5 separate regions of the Mus musculus genome follow, and regions 1, 2, 3 and 4 are each linked to region 5. Evidence: chromatin contacts called from public Hi-C and promoter capture Hi-C data. All regions are on one chromosome and are shown on one strand. Each heading gives the region's core, a stretch centred on a gene start, on an enhancer-like site or on the middle of the called end of the contact. The rest is flanking DNA. Distances are from core to core; before and after follow the strand shown. Region 1 holds the start of Nup54 (nucleoporin 54). Region 2 holds the start of Septin11 (septin 11). Region 3 holds the start of 2010109A12Rik (RIKEN cDNA 2010109A12 gene). Region 4 holds the start of Ccng2 (cyclin G2). Region 5 holds the start of Ankrd17 (ankyrin repeat domain 17).

What was found. Hi-C and Micro-C count contacts between places; a contact is called where the count stands out from the background. Capture Hi-C pulls out chosen DNA fragments and counts their contacts.
Region 1: a contact with region 5 is called in a promoter capture Hi-C map of adipose tissue, with 4 times the contacts expected there. The contact joins the promoter of Nup54 here to the promoter of Ankrd17 in region 5. A contact is called at or near these places in 1 of 39 promoter capture datasets (pre-B cells), 5 of 484 Hi-C or Micro-C datasets (B cells, CD8 T cells, muscle stem cells and 2 more), 4 of 115 datasets of contacts at active chromatin or transcription factors (astrocytes, double positive thymocytes, embryonic stem cells and 1 more) and 2 of 9 other capture datasets (adipose tissue and liver).
Region 2: a Hi-C map of CD4 T cells shows a contact between it and region 5, with 5 times the contacts expected there. The contact joins the promoter of Septin11 here to the promoter of Ankrd17 in region 5. A contact is called at or near these places in 1 of 39 promoter capture datasets (pre-B cells) and 1 of 484 Hi-C or Micro-C datasets (CD4 T cells).
Region 3: a contact with region 5 is called in a promoter capture Hi-C map of adipose tissue, with 4 times the contacts expected there. The contact joins the promoter of 2010109A12Rik here to the promoter of Ankrd17 in region 5. A contact is called at or near these places in 1 of 39 promoter capture datasets (pre-B cells), 3 of 484 Hi-C or Micro-C datasets (B cells, CD4 T cells and CD8 T cells), 2 of 115 datasets of contacts at active chromatin or transcription factors (large pre-B cells and regulatory T cell precursor) and 2 of 9 other capture datasets (adipose tissue and liver).
Region 4: a promoter capture Hi-C map of liver shows a contact between it and region 5, with 5 times the contacts expected there. The contact joins the promoter of Ccng2 here to the promoter of Ankrd17 in region 5. A contact is called at or near these places in 1 of 39 promoter capture datasets (pre-B cells), 2 of 484 Hi-C or Micro-C datasets (both in CD4 T cells), 2 of 115 datasets of contacts at active chromatin or transcription factors (astrocytes and large pre-B cells) and 2 of 9 other capture datasets (adipose tissue and liver).

Annotation. Positions count from the first base shown.
Region 1 is chr5:92,433,920-92,436,619 of GRCm38.p6, forward strand. It overlaps Nup54 (nucleoporin 54), which reads right to left and starts at 1,280. Exons shown (of 13, transcript NM_001359995.1): 1 at 1,085-1,280; 2 at 303-464. The coding sequence starts at 1,151. Gm42114 (a long non-coding RNA gene) reads left to right here and starts at 692. Exons shown (of 2, transcript XR_880431.3): 1 at 692-1,063; 2 at 1,674-2,150.
Region 2 is chr5:93,092,054-93,094,753 of GRCm38.p6, forward strand. It overlaps Septin11 (septin 11), which reads left to right and starts at 1,363. Exons shown (of 10, transcript NM_001009818.2): 1 at 1,363-1,544. The coding sequence starts at 1,518.
Region 3 is chr5:93,205,080-93,207,779 of GRCm38.p6, forward strand. 2010109A12Rik (RIKEN cDNA 2010109A12 gene) reads left to right here and starts at 1,439. Exons shown (of 3, transcript NM_029363.1): 1 at 1,439-1,644. The coding sequence starts at 1,601. It overlaps Ccni (cyclin I), which reads right to left and starts at 1,416. Exons shown (of 7, transcript NM_017367.3): 1 at 835-1,416.
Region 4 is chr5:93,266,123-93,268,822 of GRCm38.p6, forward strand. It overlaps Ccng2 (cyclin G2), which reads left to right and starts at 1,451. Exons shown (of 8, transcript NM_007635.4): 1 at 1,451-1,675; 2 at 2,500-2,637. The coding sequence starts at 2,500.
Region 5 is chr5:90,364,783-90,367,482 of GRCm38.p6, forward strand. It overlaps Ankrd17 (ankyrin repeat domain 17), which reads right to left and starts at 1,403. Exons shown (of 34, transcript NM_030886.2): 1 at 885-1,403. The coding sequence starts at 1,265. Gm9958 (predicted gene 9958) reads left to right here and starts at 2,215. Exons shown (of 1, transcript NR_045618.1): 1 at 2,215-2,700.

The sequences.
Region 1 (2,700 bases), core at 30-2,529, 2.1 Mb after region 5:
ACGCTTACCTTCTGCTAAAGCTAATGTTTTAAAAAATATTCGGTTCCCAACTTATCATTTGGAAGCTGTGCTCTGTATCATTAAATGAAAATCCAACCAAGGTGCATTCTAATTCTTTAAGGCTTTCCAAAACCCACATCTTTTAAAGCAGCCAAAACTTTAAATATATTTGATTTGATCTTAGGAAATAAACCCCTTTCTTTATTAGACAAGTGCCATTTCTTCCCCCAAACTCTAGGGACATCGGAACATTCTTGGACTCCAGCCCCCATACTCGTTACACACATGACCCCAGTATCTACCTGCACTCGCCAGACTGTTACCAAAATTGAACGGAGTCGCCGAGGTAGTAGAAACACCGAAATTCCCAATATTAAAGTTCACTGCAGGGTTAGCGGTTAATCCGAAACCCCCAAAATTAAACCCACCGGCGGTGGAGTTGGCAGTCTCAAGCCCACCAAATCCTGATAGTCGTGGAGGCAAGAGAAACAAAAATTTGAAAAGGTGAGAGGAGGGAAAGAGAAAAGGAGAAGAAAGAAAGGTAAGAATTACAAGAATCAGCAAGAGGTTTCACAGCGTGAACAAACCTGACCTGCACCGGATCAGGGGAAGAAAGCCAAGGTGCGGACAGACAGAAGGAGCGAAGGGCAGCACGGGCGGGGGCCGAGCATCCCCCCCCCCCGGGCTGGGGAGGGGACAGAGGGAGCTGCGGGCAGCCTGGCTCCAACTTTACCCGTCTGGACCTTGAGGCTGAGACGGACGAGGGGACGCGGGGTCCCGGGAAATGAGAGGGGCGTAGCCTCCGGCCTCTCCTGGGCGGACACCCCAATGGCGGGAAGCACCGCGGCGGCCGAGCCACGCGGGTTGAGCGTGCTGTGCGAGCCCCAGGCTGAGCCTGAGCAGCCCGCGGCCCTCCCACCGCCACCGCCGCCGCCACCACCGCCACCGCCCTCTCCAAATGACTCCAAGGTGTCCCGAGTGCCAGGGCAACCCCGGGACCCCCCAGCCGGACCGATCGGATCGAGGGGGCGGGCCCGAGGCTTTGGTTCCTTGGAGGAAGAAGGTAGGCCCAGGGCTGACTCACCCGCCGGTGCCGCGGTGGCTGTAGAGGTGCCCGAAGTGCCCGAAGGAGCCCCAAAATTGAAAGCCATGTCGCGGGAGCAGCACTTAGATGGCCCCGGGCTCGCGCGGCGCGACGCCCAGTGCCCTCCGCTCTTCTGTCCGGCTGGGAACCGTCAGGCGGTCCGTACCATTAGTTCCGCCTCCTTCCCGGTCTAAGCGGAGCAGGCAGGAACCAAGCAAGGATGGAGTGGGTGGGATGATCGAACGGGAACGCCTACCACCGATCACTTCCGGGGGTGTGTTTGTGGCTTTCACGTGGTGTGGGGCGTCACCACAAAGGGGAAGTGATGAGAAGTTGGACATGGGGTGTTGTATGGTGGCTCTCTGAAGCCACTTTAGAGAAGTGACAGTGTGCAGGGACCGCGTGAAAGTACTGCCCTTACCTCTGAGGAGCGGTCCTTCCCGGAGGAAAGGAGGTTTGAGTAGATAAAGCAGTTGAGAAAGAGGCATTCGAGAGTGATGGAAAGATGATGGCGATGGTGGTAACACGTGTGTTAGCTATGTGGAATGCACGCTAGTAATTGTTTTTGCATATTTTTTTAAACCCCCAGCTGCGTTTCAGACAGTTTACTACTATTGTCATTGACCAAGAAGAAGGGCTGACCTCGATGAAGCAAATGGGCCCACTAACTGGTAAAATCTGTGCCCTGCATCGCACTTCTGGGGAACATTTAATCCTCAACTACACAGAGAAGATTTCTGTCGTTGACTAATTGGCACAGACGAGACAGGAGGACTGAGGATTAGAGTTGCAAAGCAGCATCCCCAAAGTCACTTCGCTGGTTTTTCTCTACTTAGCCCCGATTCTTTTCTCCTTTTAAAAATATTTATTGTACATGGCACTGTGTTACATTAGGACATCTTGATACAAGTTTATGTTGTATTTTGAATATATATTCCTACTCCTAAATTTTCTGTCTTCTCCCTGTCTCTCCCATTAGTTCCCTAGTAATTTTACTTCATTTTCCATGTCATATGATTTATGTGTTTAATTAAACCTAGGAATCATAAATGAATTTTTTTCCTTCTGTGACTGGCTTAATTCACTTAATAATGTTTATCTCCAGTGATATTCAGTTTTGTGCAAATGACAACATAACTTCCTTCTTAGGGCTGAAAACTCTTTTGAGTATATACCATCCTCTGTTTCTGATCCATCCCTCTGTTGTTAGGCAACTAGGTTTGTTAACAATTGTGACTAATGCTTCAGTAGAGATTGATATACATCTATGTGATAGACTAACTTGGAGTCCTTATAGACATAGCTGGGTCATGTGGTAGATCTAATTTTAGTTTTCTCAGGAACCTCTTTGCCCCATTTTGTGTGTGTGTGAGAGAGAGAGAGAGAGCACATGCATGTGTGGGAAGAGTGTATACACACATATGTGCACACGTGCCTGAAGGCCAGAGATTGACATGGGTGTCTTCCTAATTTACTCTTAATTTCTAATACAAGGTCTCTCAATAAATCTAGATCTCATCGCTTATTTGGCAAGACTGTCCAGCCAGCAAGCCCCAGGGGACTCCTGATTCTGCCTGCCCAGTGTTATGGTTATACATGAATGCCACTGTGCTCAG
Region 2 (2,700 bases), core at 113-2,612, 2.7 Mb after region 5:
CTACCAGAGCAGCCCAGCATCAGATCAGCTACTGGTGAACCAGTGCTAGTCACTTACCCTCAGCCAAAGACTGGACAGAGAGCATCTGAATCCCGTAGCCAAAAGTGGGTTCCCAGAAACTTGGATGTTTGAAGTCTCAGGTATGACTCTCAGATGCCCGCCCTAGTTCTCCCCCCACGCCCCTGCCCCGTGGGCGCGTTCATGTGGGCTAAATACAGCCCTTCCCTTGCCTCTTCCCCTGCGCTTCAAGTCACCTACTTTCCTCAACTCACGTGAGTAGCTATCCTCACGTGATCGTGGGTCTACCATGCGTGGACACCCACAGCGCATTACACTTCTCCCTGTTAAGCCTATGTCAGATGTATGTACAAGGACCCCGCCATTTCGCCTGCCACTCAGACACTGTAATTATTCCAACATCTGCTGGGGGTGGGGGTGGGGGGAAGTCCTTCTTAGTGGTGGAGGAGCCCTCCCAGTTCCCTGTGCTGTGAGTCGCACCCACTTGTCACCCGCTTCTCGCCTTCGCTGTGCACCACACCCCGCAGCCAGGATTGAGCTTGCACGCCTCCGGGCCCTGGGTCATCCGGTCTGTCTCCGGGATCCAATATCACGTCCACTGACCTCTTCGCACCAGTAACCTCTCCAGTGTGACACGGTGGGAAAAGCTCTGGAGCAAGCTCACAAACGGCTTAATTTTTCCAGCGAGCACTCAAGTTTTTTTAATTAATTAATTAATTTCCCTGTCCCCAGCAGCGGTGGTTGGGTCGTTCACGACTAGGTCCTCTTTTTCTGGAAAAGCGGTCCCCAGCCCGGCCGCACACCACAGCGACGGCTTCCAGCAGCTGGTTTAGTCTCCTTTCTGATGGAAGGCCCAGCAGACCGGCAATTCTTTCCTCGTGGGGCGCGCTCGGCCCTAGTAAGTTACCCACCGCACCTTCTAAGAGGGCTCCTCCGGGTGGGGCGTGTCACCAGGTCAATTTTCCAGAGGTACAACCTCTGCACCCTGCGGTCCCCTAGCCTCCCTGCCCCACCCCATAGCAGCCCCAGGTGCCGGCTCCGCGCAGCGCGTGGCAGCTCGGGGTTGGGACCTCCGCGCCTAGGCTTTTACGCGGACCCCAGCACGTGTTGCAACAGGGGGAGTGTCGGGCAGTGTCCCGGCACAGGACGCTTTAATGGGACGGAAGAAAGCCACAGGAAGGAAGGTGGCTGACTTCAAAGCGTATCATCTTATCAGCTGACCAGGATCACGGTTCACCTGCTGCGTTCGTCTGCTCGGCTGGGGCTGGGGATCTCTCTGCACCCCCGTCCCGGGGCAGCTAATGGTCGAGTCCAGGCGGGAGGCCATGTTGCTGGAATAAAGCGGGCGGGGCGGCGCGGGCGAGCAGATGCGGCTGGAGGCGCGCGGGAGCCGGGCGCGAGCAGGGCGCAGCCGCGAGGGAGGCGCGGGGGAGGCCAGCGGGAGCCGGAGCACCAGCAGCAGCCAGTGTCGGTAAAGAGCAGCCAGAGCCACAGTCGCGATGGCCGTGGCGGTGGGGAGACCGAGTGTGAGTACTGGGGCCTCACTTCTCTAGCGTGCTGATCCCGGGGCGCCGGGTGGTCTCCGCTTCGGGGCGCGTGCGGGTGGAGACTTGCGGGGATCAGGAGGGGGGCTCTGGGTGGTGGCTGTTGGGGGCTGTGGGTGTGTGCATGAATTTGGGCGCGCGTCTGGGGCGGAGGGGAGCTTGGGGAGCCCGCAGGCTCAGAGCCTACCTGATGCAACATTAGATCGCTTTGGCGCGCCCCTGTTTCGGGGATGTGGGAAGAAAAGGACCCTTCTGTGAGGCGCCCTTAGAAGAGATTGCTTGAGCTGCTGCTTTCCCCAGCTACCTCTCTCTCACGGCGCACAAGGCTTAGCTGGTGACAGAGGAGGAAGGCGCTGACTGAGGAGGGTTTCCTCGCGGTTCTCTCGCGCCCTGGGGGCGATCCGGGCATGAGAATTGGGTGCTGAAGCGCTGTGTCACACGGCCGTAGAAGCGGGTCAAAGGGGTGGGATTTCCGTGGTGGTTTACTCCCCCCCCCCCCGGGTGCATTGTGAAATTCCGGACACCCTCAGGCGCCCACCCGGGTGACCCGGGCCCTGCCCAGGATGTGGACAAAGCCCTAGGCACACACACACACACACACACACAAAGTTTTCAAAGGGCTCCCTTTCGGGGTGGGTGGAAGTCCTGAAATACTCTGCGGCTGGCAGGCCGGGGGCGGCAGTAGTGAATACGGGGCTCCGGGAAGAGGAAGGGAGGGTGCGTGCCTGGAGAAGTGTCCCAGCACCCGAAGTCAGAGAGGGGATGCTCTGGGCTGGGGTACGCGCCACGGGCTGTGCCTCTGGGAGTGTAGGCTCTGGGTTTCCAACTCCGGCAGCCAGCTAGAGCGAGTAGGACTTTGAGGATGTAGTTTAGGGTCTGCTCTCTAGCCTAGGGTGAAAAGGAGGGAAGGGGCGGTGGCGGCAGTGGCCGCCTTTCCTTTTTATTGAAAGGAGCCAAGCCCAGTGGGAAAGGCGGAGTCCTCTTCTCTCGGGTTTTCTTTGTCAACGTTCATTGCCCACTTTTGCCTGGTCTGCCCTGGGGGCGACTCCGGGGGAGTCCTTCCCTGGCTAGTACCCCATCTTTTTTTTTTAAATTTTCCCTTTCGAACTTTGCAGCTAGCTTCAGGTGGTGGCCTGAC
Region 3 (2,700 bases), core at 189-2,688, 2.8 Mb after region 5:
TTAACCTAACCCTTTTTTTAACCCCTTTTAAGACAGGGTACATACATATATGTATGTGTGTGTATGTCTCCATCCCTAGCTGTCCAGAAAGTTTCTAGGTTTACCAGGCTGCTGTTCAAACACTCAATGGCTCTTCACTGACAAAGTGAAACGTAAGTATTTTACTTTGCTATTCTAAGACCTTCAGTTGATCCATTTACCTCGTTGATCTATTTACCTCACACTTTCCACGAATTTACTACACAATGTTCAACTTCTGCCTAAATGACCTGCGGTGGAGCAGGCTAACTCTGCAGAGAGCATTTAGCTCTTGCAAAATTCGGCATTTTTCTGTCCTTTATGATGCAACTCAGTTCCCTCACCTCTCTAGTTTCCTCCACCGGCCCAAGCCCTAGACGACGTTACACTCCCGCGCGCGGTGTGTGGGTGGCGGGGGGGGGGGGGGGTAGGGCAGAGGAAGATAACTATTGGCTTGACATTCACAATACTCTGCCCGGTAAATTATGTTCGGTGGTCACGAGGGATCGGTGGCTTCTGTGGGTGGGGGTGTGTCACCTTCTTTATTAGCACTGGCTCGCGGAGCCTGGAACTGGCACCCCAGTCGGTGACGGGCTGTGGCTACAAGTTACTTGGGGACCAAAAAAAAAAAAAAAAAAGAAAAAAAGGCCGGGCTCAAAGGAAACCCACGCAGCGCTGCCAGAGACGGCGAGGGGGTCCCCGAGGTGCCCAGGAAAGGTTCGCCGAGGGGACCGGTCCTCGGGGGAGCGGCGCGCGCCCCCGCGAGCTCCCACTCCAGCGGCGCGCACGGCGACCGCGCCGCGCCCCCGCCCTCACCTTCTTCTTCTCCTCCTCTTCCTCCTCCTCCTCCTCCCCGGCAGAGCTGTAGGCCTCACAGTGGTGACGCGGGGTCATCCGGGGGCCCGTTACCACCTCATGATCCTCGGCGCGCGGCAGCGGGGCGCGCGGGACCAGGGCCGGGCCGTCTGAGGAGGGAGAAGAGGGCAAACCGGGCCGGCGGGCGCGGGTACTCGGGCGGGACGCACGGCTGCGGCCGAGGGGTCACTCAGCGAACTAGTTCCATGATGACCCTGGGCCCGAGGCCGCCGCCGCCGGTCCCGCTCCTCCGACCGCCGCCGCTGGTGCCCGGGTGAGGAGGGGGCGCCCTCTCGCCATAGGGCGGCGGGGGCCGGGGAGAGGCGCGGGGTGAGGCCGGCTCTGCCCCTGCCCGAGGGAAACGCCTCCGAGGGGAAATGGTGGAAGGGGGGAAGGGGAAAAAAGAAAAGAAAAGGAAGGGGAAAGGGGGAGAAAATAAGAAAAAGCGAGACAGAGGCGCTGGCGCGTCCGCTCGCGGGGGAAGGCTGGGGAGGGAGGAGCGTACGAAAAAGCGCCGGCCGCCTAGCCCCGCCCTCGCGGACTGATTTCGGCCGCGCGTGTCTGTAAACAACGCCAGTGTTCTCGTCTCTTCCTGGCCACCTCCGGTGTCCCACGGACGCATAGGAGAGTTTGAACAAAGACGAACTTCCGTGTCTTATGGACGCACAGGAGAGTTTGAACAAAGACGAGCTTCCGGAGACGACCTGGGGAAGGCGCTGGGACTGGGATGAAAAGGGAAAGTGCATTTTGTGTGCACAAAGAGAAGGAAAGGTGCGCGGACTCTTTTTCCTCGGGCGCGCGGAAGAACCCCCGCCGCCTGTTCGGTGACGTAAGAGGCTTGTTAGCCGAGGAGGCGTGCAGTGGCCGGAGAGTGTGCTGCGCATGCGCCTCTGGAAAGAAAGGAGCCTAGCCTCAGGGAAGGGTTTCTGGGTGAGCGCCTGCGCCCAACCTAGAGTCTCCCAGTGTTTCCCAGCCCAACTTGTCCTTAGCCCTCCTGAACGAATTTATTAGACGTGGATGGAGATCTTTTGTGTAAAGATCACATTCTTTGTTGACCTTACGCAAAATTATGTTGTCCCGTTCCTATTAGTGAGTAAGGACATGCATCTTTTTAACCATCCTGTGGGTGATGGGAGACTGAAGCACTTTAGAATTAAGAAAATTAAGGGGATCATATCCTGCGTGCTTAAGGCTACTTGTAAAAACAGTGGATTAGACTACTGACGGCTTGGCTGTGCGCCAATGGAATTCTAGTCATGAGCCAGTATGTCTAGTATTTCAGGGTCCTGTTTATCACTAACTAGGTCCTTAACGAATGTGAACTAAATGTGTTTTATTTACTTGAGTACTTTTTACTCCAGTTGGTAAATTTTGCAAATCTTACAATGGTTCTACTTATGAAAAGAATGCAGATAGCTTTGGGAAGAAGGGGAGACCTGGAACTTAACCATTTACCTAGTCAAGCATTCATTTTACATCACTGGAAAAAAACAAAAACAAAAACAAAAAAAAAACCCGATCAGGTTTTTACAGAACTGGAATTAGCTTGAAAACAAAAGGCTCCTGTCTTCAAGGAGTTTGCAACTCAGGCACAGAGATACCCATTGATCACTGTATGAAATTACCCAAAAGACTGTTTTACTCTATAGCCATCCCCTCCCCATATGAACTCATGGATGGCCTGGATCTTGTATAGTTTGTTTTATACTGCATTTCTGTATGTGAAAGGCTCTCAGTATTTGATTTCTGACCTCATAAACAAGTGTCAGTAGCAGAAGGATTAAGATGGAAAATTTCAGACCAGTGTGGAAACGCCTTTAACCTGCT
Region 4 (2,700 bases), core at 201-2,700, 2.9 Mb after region 5:
AGTAACTCTTCAGCTGTTAAAGCGGTACTAGGTGCCCTCTAGTAGTTTATAAGCTCCAAAGTGACTCACAGAAAACACACCCAAGAGTAAAAAATTCATTTCGGAGAGGCTAGCTGTTTAGAATTCATGAAGGCTCTAAGTTACCGATTTGCATGTTTGTTAGGAGGCAGAGATCTGAGGGAATAGAAAGTAAAACAAACAAACAAAACCAAAACAATCTAGGGAATTTTCCTGCCTCCCGACAGATACTCCACTCCGTGTGAAAGTTAGCCCTGCCTAAGGCATCTAGTTGGTTTGGTTTTTGCTCTGCCTTAGGAGAGGTGTCAGCTTAATAACAACGTTAATTATAATAGACAATAAATGATAATTTATGGGCGATCAAGAACCAAGAGGCTGTGGGAGCCTTCATTAAAACCAAAAGCAAACAGTACAACCATAACCTCTAGAAGCACACTTATTAGATATCTATATACCCTCATCAATCTGCAGTTTTTATTGAAAGGTCCCTCCTTTGAACTTTTTATTATGGAAAAAAAATTTCAAGGCACACAAATGCACTCACAATTCTGTAATGCAGTCTCTACTACCCACCGCCCAACTTCAACAAGTCAGCTGTGTAACCAACTAGTTGAATTTAGCTTTTTTTCTTTCCTGAGTCAGATCGATTAAAAAAAAATTATCTCGGTAAGCATCTTGGAATGTTAAGAGCTTGACTGTTTATTGCAAAATACACCGGTGGTACAACTAAGAAGTTCAGGACGCCCTTCTGCACTCCTGGAAACGCTGTTACAGAGTTATGTGACCTCGGATTTTCGGGGTGTGACCAGAGGCGACAGCCTCGGGCCTCGCCTAGACTGAGCTAGAGTTCCTAGGCAGCTGTGGACCCCGGCACGTAACCGAGCACCACAAATGCCACCCACCCAAGCATGCGCAATCCAGACCCCAGAGTTGCTAAGGCCCCGGAAGAAGATAAGAGAGTCGGGATATATTGAGAGCCAATCAGAGGACGCAACAGCCAGTCGGCCAGCCAATCCAGATTCGAGATTAAATCAAGTCCTCAGCAGTCGGCTTGCCCCACCCTTGTCCAATCAGGGAGCCCGCTACTTTGGGCGGACTTTTCAAAACAGCGAAAACAAAACAAATCGGGGGACCTTTAAAAGGTGTGAGGCGTCCAGAAACTGTCTCCTTCCGCTCTCCGATCGGCTCGCTCATCTTTGCTCCCTTCCGGTTCCATTCTGAAATGAGGCTGGAATCCAGATTCCACTCCCTACCATAGATCCTGGCTCCGCAAGGCCAAGAGGAACAGAAGGGGCCAAGAGAGGCTGGGAACTGAGGCTCGGAGCAGGGACTCTTTTTCTCAGATCCACTGGGCGAGCGAGCGAGGATCCCTCCGCGCGCAGTCACGCGCCCCGCCCCTTGGGGGCGTCGCAGACTCAAAACAAAAACAAGGGGTTTGCTCAGCTCCGGAGGCTGCGGCGGAGCCGGGAGGAGGTGGCGGTGCAGGGCGGGCGCTGAGCCCCGCTGAGGAGCAAGATGCAGCCGGGGCTGTGAGGCCGGGCGGCGGCGGGGAGGTCGGATGCGGGTCTCGGGGTGCCGCTGAGGAGGCTGGTCCCTGAGCTCGGAGACGGGTCCGGACGCCCCCGCCGCGCCGGTCCGTGACGCCGGGGCCGACACGGTGAGTGGGCCTCCCGGGTGGCTCTGGGTTTGGTGGCTCCGGGTCTGGATCGCGGTTTGCTTTGATGGTGGAGTCCCCCAGCCGCAGCTGAGGGACTGACAGGGGCTCCAGGGTGTTCTGAGGCTATACGGTGGGTTGACAGCCCCGGGGCTTCGCACCGTTACTGAGCCCAAGTATTAGGCTACTGCTCGCTGCGGGCGTACTGGACTCCCCACTGTCTCCCCAGCATCCCCCAAGCTACTGGGCCGCCCTGTCTCGAGTTGCGGGGCTCGTCAAAGCTGCAGAAGCTGCGGGGGTAGCTTGGAGGTGGGCTCCGCGACGGGCTCCCGGGGCGGGGCTCCGAAGCCGCCTCCTTCCAGTTCTTTGTTCAGTCTCGAGACTCCCCCTCCCTTCTCTCCTATTGTGCAACGCCCCGCCCCAGAACCCGCTTCGGTGGCTTCAGTCTTCCGGTCCCCCGCTTTCCTCTAGGGCCTAGAGTCTAGTTAGAAGTCCCTGCTGTGCTGTCCAGGTGATGCGGACAGTAGGGGACATTACGCTTCTTGGACACTTTTCCTGTACGTCAAACGCTGTCGGCCACAGAGCTGATCAGAACTAGCCCTGGCCAGCGGAGGTGACCGAGATACTGCCCCCCCATGCCACGCCTCCATGTCTTTAGGGGAGGATTCCCCTGAGGCTGGCGGACGTGACCGATCCCCCCCTCACCCGGTTCTGGCTTGCGTGATCTGGGGCGCCCCTAGCTGGAGGGATCGCGGCCAGCTCCTTCTGCTCTCACACCCTACGTATCCGGATTATATTCTTAACCGGCCGCGGTGTATTTGCTGCAGATGAAGGATTTGGGGGCCAAGCACTTGGCAGGTGGCGAAGGGGTTCAGCTTTTCGGATTGTTGAACTTCTACCTGGAACAAGAACAGAGATACCAACCTCGGGAAAAAGGGCTGATCTTGATGGAGGCTACCCCGGAGGTAAATTTGAGAATTGATAGGACTTGGGGGAAGGTGGGAAGGTAACTTTTTGGTTTTCCTCGT
Region 5 (2,700 bases), core at 153-2,652:
CACAACCATGCCCGGGTGCAAAACAGACACTTCATCCCTGCTTACTTTACAATAGATAAATAAATAAAGTTAATTAAATAAAAGCGGGGTATGGTTTGATTATTTCTTATTAAGGGAGAACCCGATGGATTATTACACATACACGCAGAGCACCTAACAATTTTTACGTACTAAGTCACTTGTAAACGCATATGGAGGGATAGAAGATCGGCTCATCCATAAATCTTTCACAAATCGAGGAAGCGAAGAGTACTTCAGCAGCCACGAGTTTAGAGAGAGAGAGAGAGAGAGAGAGAGAGAAAGAGAAAAGAAAAAGCCCTGCAGCAAAACAGTATGGAAAAGTACAGCCTCTCACGTGTCTCTCCCAGATACAAATACTTAGCTCCGAGTCCATTACAATCTTACCGCCCCTCCACAACTGCTCCCGGCCACCTTCCACTGACAGAAAACTACCAAGCTCGCAGTCGGTCCCCCGGAGACTCTCCTACCTATTATCTTACCCCTCCCGCTTTAGCTCCGCCCCCGCCCCGGGAATGAGGTGGCCTTACTGGCCCCAGAGAGACCACCCTTCGGCCCCAAAGTGCCACCCGGGAATCCGACCAATCAATCCCTCCACCCTTCACCCTGCGAAGCAGCATCCTCGGCTAGCCAGCTTCTCGGCAACTCCGTGCACTCTCCGGTCCTCCCACCCCCACGTGTCAGCTACCCTCCCCCACGTCCCCACACCTCACGACTCAGGCCGAGCAAAGAAAGGGGGCAGCCGAAAGCCCGGTCCCTCAGGGCAGATCGTAAGCCCCGAGGGCTCGGTCCCACCGCGAGTCCCCTCCCACCTTAGGCCCTCCACGGTCCCTTCCGCCCTCCTCGAGGTGAAACCAGGCCCTTGCCTCAGAAACCTCCTCTTCCTCGTCGTCGTCGTCCTCCTCTTCCTCGCTGTTGTTGCTGCTGGTGCCGCCGCCTCCTCCTCCTCCTCCACCGCCACCGCCGCCGCTGTTGTCGCTGTCGCTGCTGCTTTCGCTGCTGCTCGGGGGTCGGCAAGTCCGGTTCCGCTTGGCCTTGTGGTGCGGCGGCTGCTGCTGCTGCTGTTGCTGCGGTGGCTTCTTCTTCAGGAGCAGGTCGCAGACTCGCACCATCCCACGAGGAGAAGAGGCCGGGCGAGCCCCGCCGCCGACCTCCGCCGCCGCCGCCGCGGGGGGGGCCGCCACTGCCGCCGCCGCCGGGGGACTCCCTTCTCCCTCAGCCGCCGCCGGAACCGTCGCCTTCTCCATCCCCGCGGGAAGAGGGGGTGGGGGACGCGGACGGGGGAGGGGCGTGGGGGGGCTCCGCTCTACCGCGACTTCGGTCGCGCCGGGGCCGACACAGCGCTCCGGGCCGCCGCCGCCGCCACCGCCTCGGTCACCTCTACTGCCGCCGCCGCCGCCGCCGCTCCGCCAGCTCTCACCTCGTCTCGCGATACTAAGGGCGGGGAGCTTGGCGGAGGGAGGGAGAGAGGGAGGGAGGGAAGGGAGGGAGGGAGAGAGAGCGGGAGGGCTGAGGGGGGGCGAGGCGGAGCGCGAACGCCGTGCCCGGGAAAGCCGAGCAGGCGTCCGGAAGGAGCCGCCGGGGGAGTGCGCCTGGAGTGGCTTCCTCTGGGGAGACCGAGTCTGAGCGGGGACCGCAAGCAGGGACCGCGGGCGGGCGGGCGGGCGAGCGAATGAACGAGCGAGCGAGCAAGCGGGCGGGCGAACGAGCGCCTGGGTGGCTTGTCTTCTCCGCGCTACTTCCCCCACACACACAGCCCTGCAGCCCTCCCTCCTTCCTTCCTGGCTTCGTATTAGAACGCAGCCGCAGGCGGAAGCGCGGGTGACGCCATCAGCCGGCGCCGCGGCGGCCGCGCGAGCGCGGAGCCCTGCCTGCCTCTCCCAAGTGCAGACTCCAGGGCCGGGGAGTGGGCTCCCCCGCGAGCGAGCGAGCGATCGAGCGTGCGTGCGTGGGCGCAGGGAAGCAGAGGCAGTGGGATGGCGAGCAGTGGGGCCCGGGCTAAGTCGGGGGCGAGCGCAGAAGCGCGGGGGAAGCTGGGCGAGCGCGAGGCCTGGCCCCTCAGATCCGGGAGGTGGGGCCTCGCCCCGGACCTCCTGGATGGACTTTTCCTGCCTGGCCATTTTCTCCACCGCCTAAGCCAGAGAGCATTGGATCTTCCGAGAGAACTTCGTGAGAGGAGAGAGACTGAAGTCAGGTCCAAAAGAAAACTGTTTCCCCTCCACCATCCCTTGGAGCGATCACGTCCTCACTTAGAAAACTCTTGTCCGAGTTTGAGTCTCGGGTCCTAGGCTTCCTAAATCTGACTATTTTGTACACCTTTGTAATGTGCAGGAACGGAATCTAGTGATTTTTAAGACTATACACTTCCGAAGAGGTGGGTGTGGGAGCTGGGCCATCATCGTATGCATTTCTCGGTCTGGATTCTGAGATCATTTTGAGTACTTAGAAAACTTGCAGACCGATTGAAATGTAGCTTTCTTCTTCAAACAGACGTCTCCAGTGTAGCCCAGGCTAGCCTTGAACTGGCGATCTTCCTGAGATTATATGGGTCTGTACACCACCGTGTCATGTTTATGTAGCTTATTGAACTCAGAATTAGCCATTTCTGGGCTAGTACGAGTAGTGACATAAGGAAAATAAAGCAAACATCAAAGACAGATGTACTGGCACAAGATAAAAAAG